Linked DNA regions of Danio rerio: region 1 is linked to region 2. The links are chromatin contacts, called in public HiCAR-type maps. All regions are on one chromosome and are shown on one strand. The core of a region is the stretch at or near the end of the contact, and the rest is flanking DNA. Distances in the headings are between cores, read along the strand shown.

Region 1 (4,356 bases), core at 501-3,000, 100 kb after region 2:
AGGGTCAGGGCAGGCATAAAAAAATCAAAAACATAATAAACAGTCCAGAGATCTAAATGCAGAGAAGCAAACACAGGAAAATGCTTTGAATTGCACATAAACTGTAACAAGACTCCACAATGGGTGCGCAGGTGAATGGAGTTTTTTTTTTTTTTTTTTTTTTTTTTTAAGTGTAAATGATTTTTTTAGCTGTTTGTCAGTTCAGATTGGTAACAGCTGTAGCAAGTGTTTTGGCATAAAGCATTATGGTAGTTGTAATCCAGATGAATAGTATATTCAAGTAAGTGTATACAGATAGCTAAAGTGCCCTGCAATAAGTTTTATGGACAATCCAGGTGATATTCTTAACAGTTTTAAAATGCATTTTGATTGATTACGCTGATCACGTAATTCAACACATGTAGCAAAATGCTGTCAATGTTTTTGCATCCACTAGAGGGTGATATTGCTAGAACAACTTTAACACTGCTATCATTTCAACGGAAACACATTTGATTGGAGAATGATAAAGACGCGACTGACGAAGCAAAGTTTACTTTTTTATGGAAAAATTACAAGACGCAACAGATGGTTAACGTAAAGCATGCAGGAAACATAAGCAGTTTACAAAATGTGTGTGGACATTAATAAACCAATAAAAGAGATTCGTCTTAACCAAAACACACATTCAGTGTGATCAAATAGTCAAATTGACCACCCAAACACTTCAGCGTCTCCTTATTCCAGTGCCTTTTAAAAATGTGTGCTTCTGTTGCCTGGCAACTTTTTGCTAACAAAACAATAACTATCTGATAGCGAAAACACAATTTCAGATATGTCTTTTAACTCTTAGAAACTGCATTTTCACTGCGGTGTAAAAACGTCGCTCTCCTGCTTGCCAGACAAAGTCAAGTGTGAACTTTTTTGGGCTGTCTATTAGCTAACTTGTACACAATTACAGTGGTCCCTCGTTATTCTTGGGAGTTACATTTTAAAACTAACACACAATAGGCCAAATCCGTGAAGTATTCAGCTTTATTTTTAAACTATTAAAGATGTTTTAAGGCTGTAAAACCCTCACTACACACTTCATACACTTCTCTCATCAACATTTTCACACTTTTCTCTTTTGTTTAAACAAACACTCTCAAAGTTCAAACCTTTGTAGAAATATAAGTCCAGTATTATAGAATGAAACTAGAGATCAAAACCTGTTGTCAGGTGTAAACATTCATCGCTGTCAGCAAAAGGTTCATAAAGTGTTTTAGCTTTTGTGCAGATAATGTTCGCGTCCAGCGTCATCTAGCATCATGCAGACAGCTGCCGACTTGTGGCTCAATAGAAAGGTTGCATATAAAAATGACGTGGCAAATATTCAATCCGTTGAGAAATGAAATGCTTTAAAACAAAACTGTAGGTCATAATGAGTCACAAGTACAAAGAAATGAAGTGTTTATTTGTGGTTTTGTTATATGAGGAAACTCTCCATAACACAGTGTGACATAACTAAGCACTTTGCGATGCACCATAGGATATTTTGTTATTGTCAGTCGCAGCACCGTGGGGAGTGATGTAATTTGCAAAGCAGCCGATCCATTAATGTTCAGCTGATCCTCGAAGTCCTCCATTTTGTTCTTGAGTGTGGGTTTGGCTGGAAGCCGCAGCGTTTCGAGTGTTCCTGATTCCCCGCAGCGATGCACACTTGACCATTGTCAGTGATTCACTCGTCCTCCTCCTCCTCCCAGACTGGTCGGGCCTGTCAGGTTTGCCTGCGGCGGCCTGCACTTCTTTCACAGGCGGTGACGAAACTCCTGCTCTTCAGATGTACTGAACTGGTGTTTGCATATAGAGGTGAGATCGGGACAGGAAGTACAGGGACCTTGATTTGACTAGTGTTTTTCTTTTCTTTTTTTTTTTTTTTGCACGCATATTTCTGTCCGAGTACAGACATGCAAGACTGCAGGCGCAGATTTTCCCAAGAGAATCTGCTCTGCTGACTGACAGGTGTCTATTATTCACTGTACTACTTGGAGATTGTGTGGAAGAAATAAATTCAATTATTATTAATACTAGTAGTAGTTGTTGTCACTTTACTTCTTTCATTCACTTATTTTATTTTATTTTTTCAATAGATAAGAACATTTATCATTGTGGCAAAGTAGTTTTAATTCCCCAATAATATTTTTCAAATGTAAAACATTTCTAGGATCATTTGTTCACATTCTTGAAAATCAAATGTCTTAAAAATAAGTCACACTAAAATTATTATTTATAATTCTAAACTGGTGGTTGTTTTCAATAAGAGTTATATTAGTGCGTGCACATGCGTGTGTGTGTATCTGTGTTGCAGTGTGTCTGTCTGCAGTGGCCATGCCTGTTTTGCGGTCTGTCAGTACTACATCAACAGGAATGCAGACGTCACTGTTGCGTTTTAAAGAGCTGAGTGTGTAGGCTACACACACCGCCACACACAGAGCTCCTGTCAGAAATGTCCAAGATGAGACTCGCTTTCACAGCAAAATAAAACAAAACAAAAACACTACACGCCTTTACCAGTATGTCACATCAAAGGCCTCATATCAGATACATTGTTTCATGTATAGACAATATTCTGCTGACATTTTTTAATTTGATAACAGCTTCACTCCTGGTTTCCTTTGATTCATTTGACCTGAGCTGAACAGAATCAGAGTTTCAGCTCAGAGCTGCTTACAAAGTGAATAAATGATCTGAGGGTTGAAATCAGTCATTCATGGGGATTTGGATGTGTTCATTTTTTGTAAAGAAAGCTCTGTGTCAACATGTACAGCATTTTGAGTTTTGAGAGTAATGTTTAAATGCTGTAGTTGAACTTCTACACAATTGTTTTGCAATGGAGGAACAAATAAAGCCATACATAAACAAATAAATGATTGCATAAGTGAGTCATTGAATGATCTATCTATCAATCTATTATACATAATGTAATTTCATAAAGGTTACACACAGGCTAATGCCTAATTTGTTTTTGGTTGTCTCTGCCCCTTTGTTAACTCATTGTTCTCATTGTCTTTGAGCCCATTTATTTCAGTCTTTGTTTGTTTGTGGTCATTAGCTTTTCCTTTTCCTGTCATATTGCCAATTCTTGTACTTTGGGTTTATTAATAAACTTTACTGCAGTTTGATTAACTCCCTTCGTGTCCACCATACTATATATGCACCATACTATATATGTAAATAGTTTACTATTCACAGTCATTATTTACTAATTACAGTTATTACAGTGTCAGTGAGTTACACAAATGTCGAATTATTCAGTGTTTTTTTTTTTTTTTGCTATGAGAAAATAAAAAAAAATAAATAATATTAATGTTTATTTTATATAGTGACTTTTCTGTGCTCGAGGACGCTCCAGTGCTTAGTTTGCTTTGTTTGTTTGTTTGTTTGCTTTGTTTGTTTGTTTGTTAATTGGTTAGTTGGTTTCATCTTAAAAATCAAAGTCATTGAATGCAACATTCCAAAAACAAATAAATAAGCTCACTAACAAAATAAACCAGCGAAAGGATGAAGGAAAGAAGGAAAGAAAAAAAGAAAGAAAGGAAGAAAGAAAGAAAAAAGGTTACACTTTATTTTGATGGTTGGCTTGATCAATTTAAGTTACATTCCATCTGCATGCCAATTAATTCTCAATAGATAATAAGTAGACTGTTAGGTTGGGGTTAGGGTTAGTGTAAGCTGACATTACTTGCGAAGTTTCTTATAGTCAGTTAAATGTCGGTTGAAGGAGCAATATCAACAGATATTAAACAGACAGTTTACTAATACTCAAATGGACCATCAAAATAAAGTGTTCTGAAAACAGAACAGTTAGCACGCATACCAACAGTTTAGCCAGCAATTAATCATATACTTATTAATCAGATGACCTGCATGTTTTGTGAGTTTCAGATGTCAATTATTTAAAGAAATGTATGTGTGTGTAGAATGAGATTAAGGGCCGCAGTGTCTGTATGTGTTTGTAGTGCTGCATTGGTTATTTGTGCATGATCAGTCAAGAGATCAGCCTGATTAAGCAGTTAAGCTGGTTTAGCTGTCCTGCTATGTGCCTGCAGACTATTAAGTGAGTCTGAATGTTTGTCTTCATTCTGCACTAAATGCATGTTTAATCAGACCTCTGATTGTCTGCGTATTATGTTGGCTTGTTTCAGCTTGATTAATCATAATCAAGCCAGTGAAGTCTTTCTGATTTTTATTTTGAAAATCACAGAATAATTGTGCCCAAATTGGGTATTGCTTTTATTTTTGTTCCTATCGTTGAAGTGTGTGTTTGTTTTTTTATTTATTTGTTTGTTTATTTAGTTAGTTAGTTAGTTAGTTAGTTAGTTAGTTAGTTAGTCA
Region 2 (4,661 bases), core at 125-2,624:
GATTTATCATCTTGCAAACTATTGGCCTGCAAGTCATTCTGTTTATCTTTCTATCGTTTTAGCATTTTAGCATTTATCTGTCTATTCTGTATGCATGTCTGTTGTTTTTTTTTTTTTTTGGTCTGTAGCTTTGTTGTTGTCATTATCCATCCATTCTATCATTTCATCTTTCTTCCGAAGATCAAATTCAAATATCATCATTCTATTGTTCTTTCAATGGATGTCTATTGCTATATACATTTTGTCATTCTATCTTTTGTGATGTCTTTTTTCTATCTATTGTTCTATCATGTCTAACATTCTATCATTATATCATTCTATTTGTAGTTCTATGGTTATATCTTTATTTATCATTCTGTCTTTTTATCTTTTGTTCTATCAATCATTCAATATATCGTTTTATCATTTTATCTATTGTTCTATCGTTCTATTTATTGGTCTGTCTGTCTGTCTGTCTGTCTGTCTGTCTGTCTGTCTGTCTCTCTGTCTGTCTCTCTATCTATCTCTCTATCTATCTATCTATCTATCTATCTATCTATCTATCTATCTATCTATCTATCTATCTATCTATCTATCTATCTATCTATCTATCTATCTATCTATCTATCTATCTATCTATCTATCTATCTATCTATCTATCTATCTATCTATCTATCTATCTATCTATCTATCTAAGCCTTCCATCCATCCATCTTAGCTAGCTGTATGTCTGTCTGTCCATCCTATCCATCTGTCCATCTATCCATCCATCCCTCGGTCTTTCCATCTATCATTTTCTATCTATCATTCTTTCTATCTGTTTTTCTGTCGTTCTATGCCTATCTATCTGTCTATCGTTTAGTCTATCATTCATTTTATCTTTATGCCTGTCCTTCTGTCTCTGTCTGTCATTCTATCTATCTGTCTGTTGTTCTATCTATCTGTTGGTTGTTCTATAAATCAGTTCTGTCATCGTTCTTTCTATATATTATTCTGTCTATCATTCTATCATTGTTTATCATTCTGTCTGTCTGTCTGTCTGTCTGTCCTATAGGTCTGTCTGTTGTTCCATCATCATATATATCTTTTTATGTCTTTCTATCCATCTGTTTATATACCGTTTAAAAAAATAAAATAATAATCTTCATAAAGCGCATACTTGCATATTTAAATTCCGATATGGGGTTTTAGAATACTAAAATTAAAACTTCTTGGCTGAATTATTTATGGCCAGATTTGTATAGGCTAGAGTAGTATTTCCAACCTAAGAGGAGATTACATTGAGTGTGCATGTGTGTGGTGATTGATTGAAAACTCCTCCAGCAGGGCTGATCAGGGTGGAGGAGAAACATGCCTCATCACGTCTACAGGTGAAACAATGTGATAGGAGTGTCTCTAAAAACACCTCCCCCAAATAGCCAACTAAAACTGATGTAAAACGTGGTTACCAAGTTTACACAATCCAAGGGGAAACATATAGGTGTGTCCATATACAATTTTATTTTTTTTCATCTTTTGTTTCGATGACTAATATTGGAGAACGGAAATAACAAGCCAAGGTTTCAGTTACAATATGCATATTACTCTGCCATAAATCTGCTTGATGAAGGCGTTATCATTGCCGACAGGCGTGGAATTTCATTTGTTCAGGGACTCATTTCATCAGAAGATCACCAGGAGTGCACACAGCTATAGTTTTTCCCTTTTTTTCTTCTTTTTTTGAAGTAGTGAGGATGTATCTTTCATGTGGGAAATCCGGACAGGTGGTTTCTTAGCAACGATGTGCAACAAAATGTTTTTGTCATGCCATACTGCGAGATACACAGACCGCTGATAGAAACTGACATTAAGAAAATGTATTTAGTTCAATTCATCAATAATTCATAAAAGGTTCATGTTATGCGGCTAATGCGCTAATGGATGACCCATTTTAGATCTGGTTTTCATTTTGTCTTGGTCTTTTAAGTAATAATTTACTTCGAATGAAAATCTGGCCATCACCCATTATGACTACTGCTTCTTTAGAATGCAAAAAGATGATGATGAAACTACTTTTTTCTCATCACAAATGCATCTAAAAAATAGTCTTTCACAACTTATTAGCTAAATGTTAAGTCTTAGGTAGTCTTCAGAGGCCTACAATATATTAAACAATAAATAAATACACATTTGAATGTGTTAAAGTGGTATTTTACCTAAAATAGACAATTCCTTCATTTCCTTCTACTCCAGTTGTTCAAAATCTTTCTTTCTTCTGTTAAACACAAAACAAGACATTATGAAAAATGTAGGAAAAAACAGCCATTGAACTTCATGGTATTTTTTATTTATTTTTGTTTGTTTCTGATATGGATGTTAGTGGCTTTTTTTTTTTTTAAAGCACAGAAGACTCATTAAAGTTTAAAATAAATTTAAATGAGTAAATGAAAATAAGAAACATTAATAACAATATTTTGAAACAATAGATTTTGATATAGAGGGTCATTTTCTGCTGGAGATACTGAAGCCCTGAAAAAATAAATAAAATAGTCACTAAAAAAGCATTAAAAAAAAACAAAAAAAAAAAAAAAACAAACAAACTGTACACTTACCTTGGGAACAGTATCACAGAAAATTCTGGCAGTTTTAAAACCTTGACTTTTCCAAACCGCGGTAAACCTTGAAACCGGTTATTATCCCAAATGCATCCCTAGTTCTGTAATGATAATGGGGATGCTGACAACTCCAAATACAGGGTTTAATCAACAGAATGGTCAGGCAAGCAACGGTCACAATCCAGAGCAAACAAATGTATCCAGGCAAATCCAGAGTCATAGTCAAATACACAGGCGATTGGTCGGTACATGCAGGGAGCAGGCAACGTAAACAAAAAAAACAGACGAGGGTCAAAAACACAGCAAAGCAGGGAAAATGCGTCTTAATGTTTACAAAACGGTTTACAAGACTCAGCAATGAAGTGTGTGTATATAGTCCTTGTAATCTGTCCATAAGGTTCTTTCGACTGTGAGTGTTTGCCATCAGCGGAATATGGATCAGGTGCGTGTGAGCTGTGCTTGACTGGAACTTGTCTTTTATGTAATGGTGGACTTGTAGTCTGTTAGCAACTTGCATGTTTACCAGGGATCAGATTGCTAGTGTTGTGAACAAGCTATTTTATCAGTATAATTTGAGAATTTTCTTTAAAATAGTTTGTATCATTACAGTGATATATATATATATATATATATATATATATATATATATATATATATATATATATATATATATATATATATATATATATATATATATATATATATATATATGAATTTAAAATTATTTCCAAACAGGTTAATCTTTCATTCAATTACTTTTCACATGATGTTTATTTTATTCAACAAACTATTAAGTAATGGAGTAATGGGGTTGTGACAAGATCTCATAAGACTAAATTGCGAAGAGATTTCTTGTCGAGATAAAGTTGTCTTATGAGTTATGATGGAGCGTGAGGGTGAATTTAGCATTGAAGATTGGTGGCAGGTAGGGCTGCACGATATTGGAAAAAATTGACATTGCGATATTTTTTTCCCCTGCGATATATATTGCGATATTTTATATATATATATATATATATATATATATATATATATATATATATATATATATATATATATATATATATATATATATATATATATATATATATATATACTTAAAACTAGGGCTGTGACGGTCACCATGACAACCGCGTCACGGCCGTAGTACGTGACGTCACGCACTTTAAAACACAAATTACTGTTATGTTGCCAAGTATTACATATCTGTTAGAATATAACATTAGGCGCGATTCAGCAAGTTCAAGTTCAACCATGAATCTTGTTAGAAAACGAACTCTTACATCTGGGAACATTTTGGATATGTGCCGACTGAGAAAGCTGAACGAATCAATTTGGATTAAGCTTTTTGTATGGGGGTTTTAAGTAAAGTGTGTTTTAATATTCACTGCTGAGAGTCCAAACACTGAGGAGCAAATCCATCGATACGCAGATCCACGGGTCCCGAACCATGCAAGATAGTGGCGATTGACGGCGAGGGAAAAAAAGCCATGTAGGCTTAATCAACTCCTGTCTTCTAAACGCAGAAGCCCAGCTCAGCCAGGCATGGCAGAGGCATTTGCAAAAATGGCCAGATACAAAAGAGAAAGTGATAAATGGAAGACATTGACGAGAAATGGAGCAACATATTTGGTAACTACTTAAGAACGCGCCGCTCCGCAGCGTAGAGAAACCTGCGTCGCGAGAAATGCGGGCGGCGGAACAGAAGGAGAAGCCCTCTCTCGCATGGTTGTGAAAAAGTACCCTGTCTGTGCATTTTCGCTACAAGCACACCGTCTGACAGTGTATTGCTGGAAACATTATAACCCCATTCTTCACTTAAACCGGACAAAGTCAACATGTTAGTTTTTCTAGCAAATAATTTAAAATATGACTACAAAAGGTGGAGAGAAACTACGCTGTTTTTTTTAACATCTGACTTATATTGTTACTAGGTTAATATTTTCTTTGTACTTATAATTATTAATATTTATATTATTATTACACTTATTAGTAAAGTGCCATTTAGACTATTTGTTAAGTTCTTAAAAATGTAACGTTTAATTGTTATTATTATACGGTTTCAAGCAGTTAAAGTTATTTAATATT

The links. HiCAR-type assays count read pairs that join an accessible place to other places.
Region 1: a HiCAR-type map of caudal fin shows a contact between it and region 2, with 6 times the contacts expected there. The contact joins two enhancer-like sites. A contact is called at or near these places in 1 of 18 Hi-C or Micro-C datasets (gastrula embryo) and 1 of 4 datasets of contacts at active chromatin or transcription factors (caudal fin).

Annotation. Positions count from the first base shown.
Region 1 is chr3:54,313,926-54,318,281 of GRCz12tu, forward strand. All of the region lies in intron 3 of baiap2a (BAR/IMD domain containing adaptor protein 2a), which reads left to right. Among named protein-coding and RNA genes, the nearest start is that of mir338-3, 110 kb to the right of the region's middle. Within about 2 kb of position 1,751, at least 12 of the 62 cell types and tissues checked have an H3K27ac peak or open chromatin away from gene starts, as enhancers often do. A contact at or near this core is called in caudal fin, where this site is marked.
Region 2 is chr3:54,210,302-54,214,962 of GRCz12tu, forward strand. The region is part of intron 1 of baiap2a (BAR/IMD domain containing adaptor protein 2a); the gene reads left to right. Among named protein-coding and RNA genes, the nearest start is that of baiap2a, 17 kb to the left of the region's middle. Within about 2 kb of position 1,375, at least 3 of the 62 cell types and tissues checked have an H3K27ac peak or open chromatin away from gene starts, as enhancers often do. A contact at or near this core is called in caudal fin, where this site is marked.